2 separate regions of the Anas platyrhynchos genome follow, and region 2 is linked to region 1. Evidence: chromatin contacts called from public Hi-C data. All regions are on one chromosome and are shown on one strand. Each heading gives the region's core, a stretch centred on a gene start, on an enhancer-like site or on the middle of the called end of the contact. The rest is flanking DNA. Distances are from core to core; before and after follow the strand shown.

The links. Hi-C and Micro-C count contacts between places; a contact is called where the count stands out from the background.
Region 2: a Hi-C map of subcutaneous adipose tissue shows a contact between it and region 1, with 2.5 times the contacts expected there. The contact joins the promoter of ADAP1 here to the enhancer-like site in region 1. A contact is called at or near these places in 2 of 8 Hi-C or Micro-C datasets (liver and subcutaneous adipose tissue).

Annotation. Positions count from the first base shown.
Region 1 is chr15:14,063,107-14,068,668 of IASCAAS_PekinDuck_T2T, reverse strand. It overlaps DNAAF5 (dynein axonemal assembly factor 5), which reads right to left. Exons shown (of 14, transcript XR_011803624.1): 11 at 4,241-4,397; 12 at 2,225-2,416; 13 at 1,530-1,746; 14 at 270-429. Among named protein-coding and RNA genes, the nearest start is that of SUN1, 6.9 kb to the left of the region's middle. Within about 2 kb of position 2,953, at least 1 of the 8 cell types and tissues checked has an H3K27ac peak or open chromatin away from gene starts, as enhancers often do. A contact at or near this core is called in subcutaneous adipose tissue, where this site is marked.
Region 2 is chr15:14,178,992-14,184,553 of IASCAAS_PekinDuck_T2T, reverse strand. It overlaps ADAP1 (ArfGAP with dual PH domains 1), which reads left to right and starts at 2,760. Exons shown (of 11, transcript XM_072023792.1): 1 at 2,760-5,451. The coding sequence starts at 5,418.

The sequences.
Region 1 (5,562 bases), core at 1,704-4,203:
GACTCCATGACTTCTTTATTCAATGTAATGTTTCCTAGTGACTTGTATTTACTGTACATTGTAAGAATTTCTGATGGCCTTCTCGTTATATTGAGCTACACATTATTAAGTTATTAGTCAACTAAAATGCTACTCAGTAAAGGAACAGTTATAGCTTTTCTTTTCATGAAAACTTCAATGACACAGTGTAATTGATTTAAAATTAGCATCCAGTTCTAGAGAAACGACAAAGAGCTTTTAGATTGCTAAGAAAGTACTCATTTATTCAGTATCTTTAGTGTTATTGTCCCTTTTGATAGGGTTTTCAAAACAACCCAGTATTTTATGGAGGAGTAGCCACAAGTTTTCATAACTTTGCTTTTAAGATAGAAGTAGGTCTTGCTTTGTGTATCTCTTTTCTCTCAAATGTTTCTTCGAGATTGCCAGTACCTATTGATGCAAACAGACCATGGTTTGGTACAATTAAGTCGTTAAATCTGAAAAAGTAGTTATCTCAGAAGGATAAGCAAACATGAGGAGTACTCCTACATCATAAGGAGTATTCCCAAACCTTGAAGAGCCTGTTCTTAGACTTGATACAAAGCCAAGGTACTTGGGAGGTAGAAACAAAAAATATTTTCTGCCTATAATACTAATAATTTTAAAAAATCAGGAACCTGCTTTTCCATGATTTTTGTGTGTGCAATAAATAGCACTGTACCCCAGAATGACTCAGACAGGAATCTAAGAAGCCCACTTTATTACATAGCTAAGAATGCGAGAAAACTCCACAACTTGTACACTACAAAGGTATTTAAAGAAATGCTTTAACCTAATATTGGAGAATTTCACTTCAAAGTAGTATGCAAACAAATGTTGTTTGCCTTCCAAGGCACTGTAGTATAAACATAAAAGATGCAGATGCTGTATATTTAACAAAAACAATATAAATATTGTTAATCTAAGTGACAAAACAGCACATTTCCTTCCATTACAATCCTTAATTTAAAAAATGTTAGTTTTATTCTCAGTCATAACATGTAATACAATGACAATACAAAACATTCCTTTAGTGACACCTACTCAGAATATGTCCCCTATGTTATGCTAGTATAAGTACTCAGAACACCATGAAAATTCTGCTGCGCTATGCAACAGAAGTTTGGCTGTCTTCACTTCTGATAAAACTGTTCCTCACAGACCTGACTCTGCAAAGTCTGAATATCATCCAGTTTGAAATGCTCCTTAGAAGACTAAGTACTCGCTGAATTACATAAATTTAACATTACACTATTATTTTTTAAAATAAATTATCTTTCTCAAATATAAATAGTATCAGATTCCTCAAAAATATTCCTCTTTTAAACCTTGTACCTGGAAAAGTTTCAATGCAACGTGAATTTAAACATTGTCTTATTGCTAGGAAAAGAAAAAAAAAAAATAACCACCTTCACATGGCAAAGAACATAGAATTGTGCTAACCTGAGTTTTAAATGAACTAATACTGAACTTATGAAGGAAAAAAAAAATCTATTTATTGCTCAGCCTACCTTAAGAAAATGAAAATATGAAACCAATCCAGATCAAACAGATTTCACATGCAGTTCACTAAAAAATCAGCATTGATTCATAACAGTGGTTCTTTGGCTGACTGAATGTGATGTAGTAGTTGATTACAATAGACTGGTGTTCGATGCTTATGTATAATCACTTCAATTTCTCTCACAAGCAGTTCTGGATATAAAATGCTGCCTTCTTTTAAAGCATCTGTAAAACAAAATATGGTTTATAAAACATTAGCTGCTCTGTCTTTCTCTGTCCAGGTTCCCTCAAAGTAGCTGAAACCTAACCTGGAAGTTTTCTGTTAGTTGCGCAATCATGAAAAACTAATTCCCCTCTCATTTACTGAAGTCTGCATTTTGATATCTATATGCTTGAATGCATAAACGGATACACCAATAAATTCCACAGAATTTATTAAGAGATAGGGTATGGTCACATCCTGCAGTGGTTAGTGTCTATGGTCCATATCCTGTCTACTGTTTATACAGGGTTCTGATACATCAGATATGCTCATATTCCGACTCTAGTGAATACTAGATAAAACATTCTGCATACAGGTGAAAGGTCTGAGCTCATACTCACTGCAACTAGTCCCTAGCAGTAAGAGTTTTCAAGTGTTACATGGAAGTAGCATTCTTTGTAAAGCATTGTCAAAAAAAATATATATGACTGAAAGTCTTACTTAGGACTGCATTTTGAGTATCTTGATCTTGGTCATCCAGATGTATCAACAGTTCTTGATACAAAATCTCAATATTACTTTTCATTACAGATTTCATATCACTGTCTTTTACACAATTAAACCAATTAGTTAAGGTGCGAGCAGCTGCCAGTCGTACATCACGTGAAGCATCATCCAAACGCTTTAGGACTTCTGCAAAGGAACAAATATACAACCAATCATCACTATTAACAGAGAAGTTACCTTTTTATTTTTATTTCAAAACACAAATTTATTTTGTAATCACTGAAATTGTTGTTGCATTTATATACATGACATCTTTCTGTCTTTTGAACTTGTGGAATACATGTATATTCTTCCTAAAAGCATGCATAGGATTGTTATTGGATTGTTTTCTAAAAGTTAATTATGTTGTCAAAATATTAAAATACATTTATTAAATTATTTAGATTAGTTGGCTAACACACTCTACCTTCATACCAATATGATACTAATAAGTTTTAGAGAAAGTATCTCTATTTGGCAATACAGCACTGCAGATTAGTAGTTTCTTCCTCTTTTTTTTTTTAAAACCTACCCCACACAACATGGAGAACGATGTGACTACCATTTATATAACACATTACTGTTCTACTTTCACTATAGTTAAAACATTATTTCACATAGTCTAAACTAGGAAGCAAGGCAGATGAAATACTGGTAAGCCTTGGAGACAATAACACTGACTAAAGTTCCATCTAGTGGTCTAATGTATAATAACATCGGGAATACTTCAGCTCAGTTCTGCTCAGCTGGTAGCAAGGGCATATAAAAATGATATTAGCATATCAGCAACAGAATATCTTAATAAAATGAAATGTTGCAGTTGAAAAGCTAGTACAGAAAGGGCCTGCAAGAAGCAAGTGCTGTTGGAGTCATACTTAATACCTACTCACGTGTGTTAACATCTTGATTCTTTAAAATGCATACCTGTACTTTATATACTTTATGCAGTCTCACTTGGCAGTAACAAATCATAGAATCATAGAATCATAGAATATCCTGAGTTGGAAGGGACCCTTAAGGATCATCAAGTCCAACTCTTGACACCGCACAGGTCTACCCAAAAGTTCAGACCATGTGACTAAGCGCACAGTCCAATCTCTTCTTAAATTCAATCAGGCTCGGTGCAGTGACCACTTCCCTGGGGAGCCTGTTCCAGTGTGCAACCACTCTCTCTGTGAAGAACCCCCTCCTGATGTCAAGCCTAAATTTCCCCTGCCTCAGCTTAACCCCGTTCCCGCGGGTCCTGTCGCTGGTGTTAATGGAGAAAAGGTCTCCTGCCTCTCGACACCCCCTTACTAGGAAGTTGTAGACTGCGATGAGGTCGATTGTTAATTGATTGTTAATTGATTGTTATGCTCTGGTAAAAGACGTATTCAAGTGGAGAGAATATCTGTCCAGGCATGTCTTCATCTCCGCAGGATTAAGATGTTAAATTGCCTCTCATATACAAAACTGTTGCTGACCGTATGATTTTGCCCAATCTACTTTTTCCACTTTTTTTTCCCCCACTTTTCCTTAATTTTATATAAATTACTATATAAAATTACTCTAGGGGATACGTACCCAAATAGTTAAAACACCAGATAAAAGAACAGAACCATAGCACTAGAATATGTTTATGGGAGTAAAATAAACATGTGTGAGAAACCAAGTCAACATGAAATCTACACCTGTTTGTAAAGGCTTTTTTGCTCTTCAGGTAGTACTAAAGCCATTAGACATAGCAGATTTGTCATTTCTTAGTCTGTGTTAGTACTTTCATTGCTACCAGCTGCAATTAAACTGCAGGTGAGGTGGACAACCTTTGGAGTGAATCCTAAAGCTCCAGAGAGAATCTGCTTACTGCTCCAGAACGAGGACTTTTTATCATTACAAACAAAGCTTCTATGACACTTCAGGAGAAAAAGTAAGTGTAATTTTTCAATATGGAGATGTGCCTCCATCATAAAACCCCAAAACTCTCACACTTACCTGGGTAAATCTTGGTAAGCTGGTCTTCATCAAACTGCCTCCCACAGACTTTTAAAAAAACACCAACAATACAGCAACCCATCAGTCGACTAATTTTAGAGTCTTCATCCATGGCAGCAATAATTTCGGGCATTAGCACATCTTTGACTTTCAAGGTCTAGAATTAACAAGAAAAGCATATAAAAACCAACAGCTTTTCAGTCTCTCTGAAACAATGTGCTTATTGGTTACATCAGTTATCATTAGATCTGACAGATACTGGCTTGCACAATTTAAAAAGATAAAGTTAATTATAATTACACCTGAATCTCCTGATGTTAGCTTCATTTTTACCTCTAAAGAAGCTTGGGAAATGGAAAATCCACCAATAGAACAGCCATTTCATGAATACTCAGTATATATGCATGAGTTTTACATTATCTGTAAAAGCTTTAGTCTTGCTTGTCTTTTTATTAAAAAAAAAAAAAATCTTGGCAAGACTTTCAGTAATTTGGAGATGAGGATTATGTGTATGTACCAGTAGATGGTGCTCTTATTCCAAAAGGAAGCTTTTAAATAAAGATTTTAATACAACATTTTTAGTGAGTTTCATTATTTGACTTTAATATGTACATTTCATATACATTAATGTAAAAGGGTGTTTAGGTCCCCCACTGATTCAGAAAAACATTTAAACACAACAGTAGTCTCTGATGTTATTTTCATATACGTGAAATCAACCAGTTACATGTGTTTAAGCATTCTGTTCAATTAAGGTCTATTATAAAGGCAATAAAGATTATAAGCATTTAATAAAACTTAAAGTCCATTTGTTTTTAAAAATGTCCTTATATTGAACATTTTTCCTTCCACATGCCATTTTTGCTAGCAAACAAGCTTCAAAAACCTCCTCAGATTCAATTAATCCTTGATCACTACAGAACCTTACATTTCTTTAAGCATATTCCTTGCCAGCTCTCTATTTTAGTTTCTATAGATACCCTTCAAGTTCCATCTCAACTCCTCCTGCCCTTTCCAGGAATCTTTTACATTTTTTTCCTAAATGGACCTGTGGGTTCCAAGGCAACCAGACAAGTTGTCTTCACCACATTACACAAAAGCATGTACTGGCTAGCTCCAGTGCCGCTCTGCACGTACTGGCTAAGGGGCCAGTTATGTCAAGGGCCTGAGTATTTGGTGTCTCAGAACTGGCGTTATGCTAGAGCAGATCTACAAAATTTCATGATGGCAAGTTCTACACCATATAGCAGGTCTCAGGTCTTTTGTCAGGATATCACCCTCTCCTCACTTCTGATCATTTCAGTTATTAGCACTCAGTTGCA
Region 2 (5,562 bases), core at 1,511-4,010, 120 kb before region 1:
CTGCGGAGTAAGAGGGGAAATGTTTCTCAAGTCTTGTGTGACTGGATTTCGGCTGCTGAGCTGGAGTGATAGCTGCTGTTTGAATGAACTGAGATGGCATGCTGAGAAAGCAGCCGGAGAAGACTTTTTTTTCTTTTTTTTTTTTTTTTTTTAATAGTGTCCAAGGCCTCAGTTTTGGACCAGTTGCAGGAGGCATAGTGGGAACAAAAGCAGTTCCTAAAAACTGTGTGCCATACTAAACCAAACAGTGCTCAGTGCTGCTTGTAGGCCTGGAGTCTTCCTGTAGCATCCTTGTGATGTAGCCAGCAGGACCCTGCATAGCATGGGCTGACTGCTGCTGAGCTGCCAAAATGGGCAGAGCATGCTCCATCCTTCACTAAACTTACTGCAGGAGTAGTAATTGCCATCCTGACGGGGATCACCAGGGTGGGAATTTTGCACCTTTCACCACTCTGAAGAAAACATTGTCCTGTGTAGATCCATGAGTTCATTTCATCCCACCTGCCAGCACAGTGAATCACCTTCATGGCGCCATCCGTTTTGCACCAGGATGAGACCGAGGGCAGCTGTGAGTGTATAGCTGAAAACTCAGGGAGCTGACAGAGACACATTTTCTAGCTGTAGGGCATGGGCTGGAGAAGATAATGTGTTCAGTGGAATTGTGAGGTGAGTTCAAAGCAGGAGGGGTCTATCAGTTGGTCTTGATTGAGATCTAATGCTACTAAGAAGCAGTGGAAAAACAGGTCATTAATCAATGCACAGCCTGGGGTCAGACAGTTCCGACTTGCTCTGGGGACATGTGCCTGCAACACCGGAGTCATCTGGAAGAAGTTCCCGGAATGCTCTTCAATTTATTCCTGCCAACACGCAGGTCGTTAATTAAAACCTTTCTCTAAAACCTGTTTATTTTAGCTTTGCTTGTGGGATCCAGGTTTGTTCTTTCAAATGACAGCAGTGTTTTAAGCCAAAGGAAAGTCGTAAGTTTGTAGGTAAGCTTTCCTGTTCCTGTACCAAAGAGGAAGCTCTCCAGAAGCTGACACCGGGCCGGGTAAGTTTATTCTGGAAACGGTGAGCTGAGGCTCAGGCATGTGTGGTACAGGGTAGGCAGCGTTGTCGGGGGGATGATTTCTTTATGTAGCTGTTTGGAGTTAATGAGCTGCTGTGCTATGTGTGGTGCCAGGAGCAAGGTAAGTCCCACACAAGTGCGTTAATCTTCCCGAGAAGTGGGTGAATGTCCCTGCCTGCACCAGTGCTGCCTGCCAAAGGCTGCCGTGAAGCACCCCCTGCTGACAGACCCTGGGACTTAGAGGAATGCAAACGGCTGCAAAACGAGATTCTTCTCAGCTTAATGTACAGACTGCCGGTCTGGCTGTAGTTGTACAGGTGTGGAAGGGAGAGCCCAGAGCAGGAGGAGGCGTTGACTATCTTGCGATGAAGATCTTTGTAAGCTGCTAACACAACAATAGAAATCAATAAGTGAGGGGCTGTAATAGTCTTTCATGTAGCTCTTTTTCAGCCAAACCACCTCACACAATAAGTAGGTGCTCTGCTGCTTGGGATCATGTCCCAGGGAATCCCCAGAGGGCTCCAGGTCAGCAGAGCTTTTCGTGTTGGCACTTAGAGCACATACTCCCTTTCTTAGTTCAGATTAGAATCAATTCAACCACAGAGAGTTTAACCTTGATTGCTGCAGTTATTTACAGAAAGAGAACATTGCTGCAGGCCAGCCCTCCTTAGGTCTCCCAAGGTCTTCCTGGGAGACCTTGAGCTTTAGGTGTATCTCCAAACAATGGCAATGAATTGCAGAACAAGGAAGAAAGGGTTTAATAAACACTTCCAAGTCTCTGTGAGTTCGTTTTTTAAAAAAAAAAAAAAGCCTACACAAAGAGAGCCTCCTGTGGTTGTGCTGGAAATGAGCCATGGTCCAAAGTCCTGCATATAAGCACAACGAGGCGGTGCTGCTGTGGTAGGGCAGGGTTGTTACCGTGCTGTTACTGCACCTGCCCCCTGGCAGCGGGATGCCAGGCATAGCGGGAGGGCTGCACCTGTCAGCACGGAGCTGTGGGCAGGCAGTGGGTGCAGCCCGCTGACCTTCACTCTCAGTCCTCCCCAGTCCCCTTCCAAAGCGTTCTCCCCAGGTTGTGCTGCCTGCTCCAAACCACAAATTCCTTGCAGCTGGGCATTATGCTTGCAGTGAGTGATTGCCCGCTTGGTTTCCTTTGCTGACCACAGATTTGCTGACCTTTGCTGGTGACTAATCGCCCTTTGTGGCAGCAATCAAAATAGCCTTTCACTTACTGCCGCTTTTGGAGGCTCCACATAGCCAGTGCTAACTGCGGGAGGGAAGGAGGTAGGTTGGAGCACCTACATTTGCACCCCGTTATGTGATTCTGCTCCAAGCAGGCCCAGAGAGCTCTGGAAGGCAGCATTAAGCTGCTGGGGCATTGCACGGAGGCAGTTAAGGATGAGGAAATTCTGTAGGCAGACCATTAAAGAAGGATTCTTTTTCCTGTATGAAAAGTGTGGCATTGCTTCATGCTGTGTGCTCTGAAAAGTGCCTCGGGTGTTCCAGTTCCACTGGAGAGCAGTGTGTTTCTAGACTTCTCAGTGATTACTGGGCATGGAATGATGCTTCTGCCAGCGTGCAGGAATACAGTAATTTCTAGCACAACCAGTGACCCCAAAGGGAGTTGGTTACTGTTCTGCCTGCAGGAGATCCCCTGCAGTAGATTCTCCTGCTAAATTTGGGAATGTGGCTGTGTTGTATCAGGTTTCCCACAGAAATGAAAGTTCATCGATTAACAAAAACAGTTTGGGGAAGGTACATGCAAGGGTTATTTTCCCCTTCCTGGGAGTTTCAGTGAAAATTGGATGTCTGATCAATTTTAACCCAGTTCTTCATTTCTTTTAATGACTTTTCTTTTTTTCCCCTGTGAATAGCTGGCAGTGCTGCACTTCTGTCAGGATGCAGCAGATTTTCTAGCTAGCAGATTTCAAGACAAAATGCTCTCCTTCTGGAATGATGGTGCCATATGGCTTGAAACGCAAAAGTGATCACCGCTAGAAATAGGAGCTTCATAGAAAGGCACCCAGAAGTTCAGTGTGTGTGTGTGTGTGTGTGTGCGTGCAGAGGACTTGATAGACCTTGATGCCGTTTTTATTTCCTGGTCCCAATGATAATACAGTTTTTTTATGGCTCTTCCTAGAGACTCATGTTTGTGTTCACTCTCCAGGACTGTGCAGGCTGTTTCACCAATATATTATTCCCCTTATTCCAGGAGATTTTGGGACTTAGATTAGCAGGTGTATCGGTCTGTCACGTCTGCTGATTCCTGTTGGGCTTGGCTGGATGGAAGACCCCCCAGACAAGCCCAGTATTCACCATACAGCCCAGGCAAGCTCCCAGGTACCTCTGTGAGCGTGAAACAGCTCAGGTGCCTAAAATCTGGTGGGCTGAATCCAGCCTGTGCCGTTCCACACTTCCCCGGCTCTGGTGGGATGTGTAGCTATCTGCACAAGCAGCCTTTCCCAGCTTCCACGCAGAGTAAGGCAGGTTCCCACTGGATAAACGTGGGAGGGACGTGGTGGTCTGTCTGGCCGCGTGTCCTGCTGGCTGGTAGTGAGCGGTGCCTTGAACCAGTGCTGTAGATGCTCTTCTGCTCAGGCTTCTGCTTGCAAAAAGAAAGCAGGGTGGTGAAGAAAAGGAGAATGCCCAGAACGACTCAAACTTTTAACTATATCTTGATGATTTTAAAAAGCAGGCAGTGGGGGCTGCTTCTGCAGTCCCTTTGGATGAGTGAGCTCTTTGTCTATTTTAGTAACTTTCTAGGAGTTGACAGCTCTAATTTCTGGAGGATTTCTGGTGTCCTCAGTGCTAGCAAGCCCTGCCCAGCAAGAACCTGTTAATGTACCTGGTTCATGCTTGGGGCATGTGGGGAGCAAGTCACATGGAGAGGTGCTCTAAAGGCAGTCAGGCCTGGTTTTGGTTGCTCAATTTGCATTTCTCTGTTTCCAAACTGTGTTCCGGGTTTCAGCAAGCTTAGGAGGCACTGAATCTCTCCTCAGGACAAGCAGCAGATTGGTAGCCCCGCAGAATCTGGGACACGAGCACTGTGCTCAGGATTTGTTGTGATGCTGTGGGCTGCACCCTGCTTCAGATCTTGTGAGTGCTCAGCAGAATCTAATGCCAAATCCTGACTTTCTTTAGGAGAGAGGCAAGTTTTGTGGACACCACACAAAAATTAAGCCTCCTGCATGGATTATCTCCTCTAGCCCAGTCTGTACTCTCAAATTCTTTCATTTCTTCTCTGAGAGAGGAGGTGGTAGTAGAGCTGCTGGTTTGTGGGGTGAGATCCTGCTCCCACAAACCTGCTGGTGAAGAGCCAGGGTTTCATTCCCAGGAAACAGCAAATCTCCCATGAGCTTAGAGGAGCAATTTGCTGGCAATCTACAGGGGGCTTTTCCCTCTGGGTTGCTCTGACAACAAGCCCGTGGTAACATGGCTTGCTAGATGGTCAATAGCATTTCACTACGTGGAGGAAAGCAGGCAGTTTTCAAGTGGGCAGACCTAAATGGAGAAAAAGTCCTGCTACTGCTACTCAGGAATTGCACAGAAGCTGCAGATCTGATCAGTGCCAAGGAACTGGCTGGTAACAGGATGCTGAACCAAGCACGAGAAAAAAAAATCAAAACATTGGTAACTGAGCTTTCACATCCCTGTGACCAGGTACCAAATTGGGAATCTCAGGGTGGGGATAAGGTTGGCTGCTGGCATTGCTGCAGTTACCTCCCCAGGTTTTTGCTCCTTACTCTGGATGGGGAAGGGAGGGGGTACACTGTGCTGACTTTGACCTGAGTATTTAGCAGGCTGTCCTTTACCCCTCGAGCTCACCACCCATGTGTACCAGAGCACATGTTGTCAGGCGGGCAGGGCTCTGCCTGCTCTTTGGTGTGTCCTCAGCTTGTGTGTGTGTGTACTCAGAATGTTTGCTAAGGCAGCATCCATGTGTGCCCATAGCCTGGCAACACAAGCCTGCCCCTTCTCTCTGTGCAGTCACATTTGTGCCTAGTTTAGAGGTAGCAGTGTGCCAGACCAGGATCTGTACAGGAAAGCACAAACAATGGCATAGATCAGATGTTAATACTCTGCATGCGCAGGTAATGGTGTGAACGCACAGGTGAGACTGGGGGTCCCATTCAGTTCCTACTTCTCCAAACTGTGTTGCAGGATCCTGTGGAAAAGCGACTGTCCGCTGCCAGCTGCTTGGAGGTGATCGCCTGGGAGGAGATGCAGCCTGGCCTCCTCACGTGGGAGATGGTCAGCAGGGCCGTCTGCGTGCAGGACAAAGATGTAACGAGCAGCAGGTCACTGCACAGCTTTGGTGATACAGGATGCCCGAGTTCTGTCAGAGGGTCAAATGCTGAGCTTGCTGGTTGCTGAAAAAGAACCAGGTGGGTGAAAAATGAGAGCGAGTCTGGAATATCTCCCGCCTTTTCCTTTCAGCATTCGCTCCAGGAGACTTGCAGGTGTGGTGGTGCCAGGTAGAAGGGCTCATTGGAACA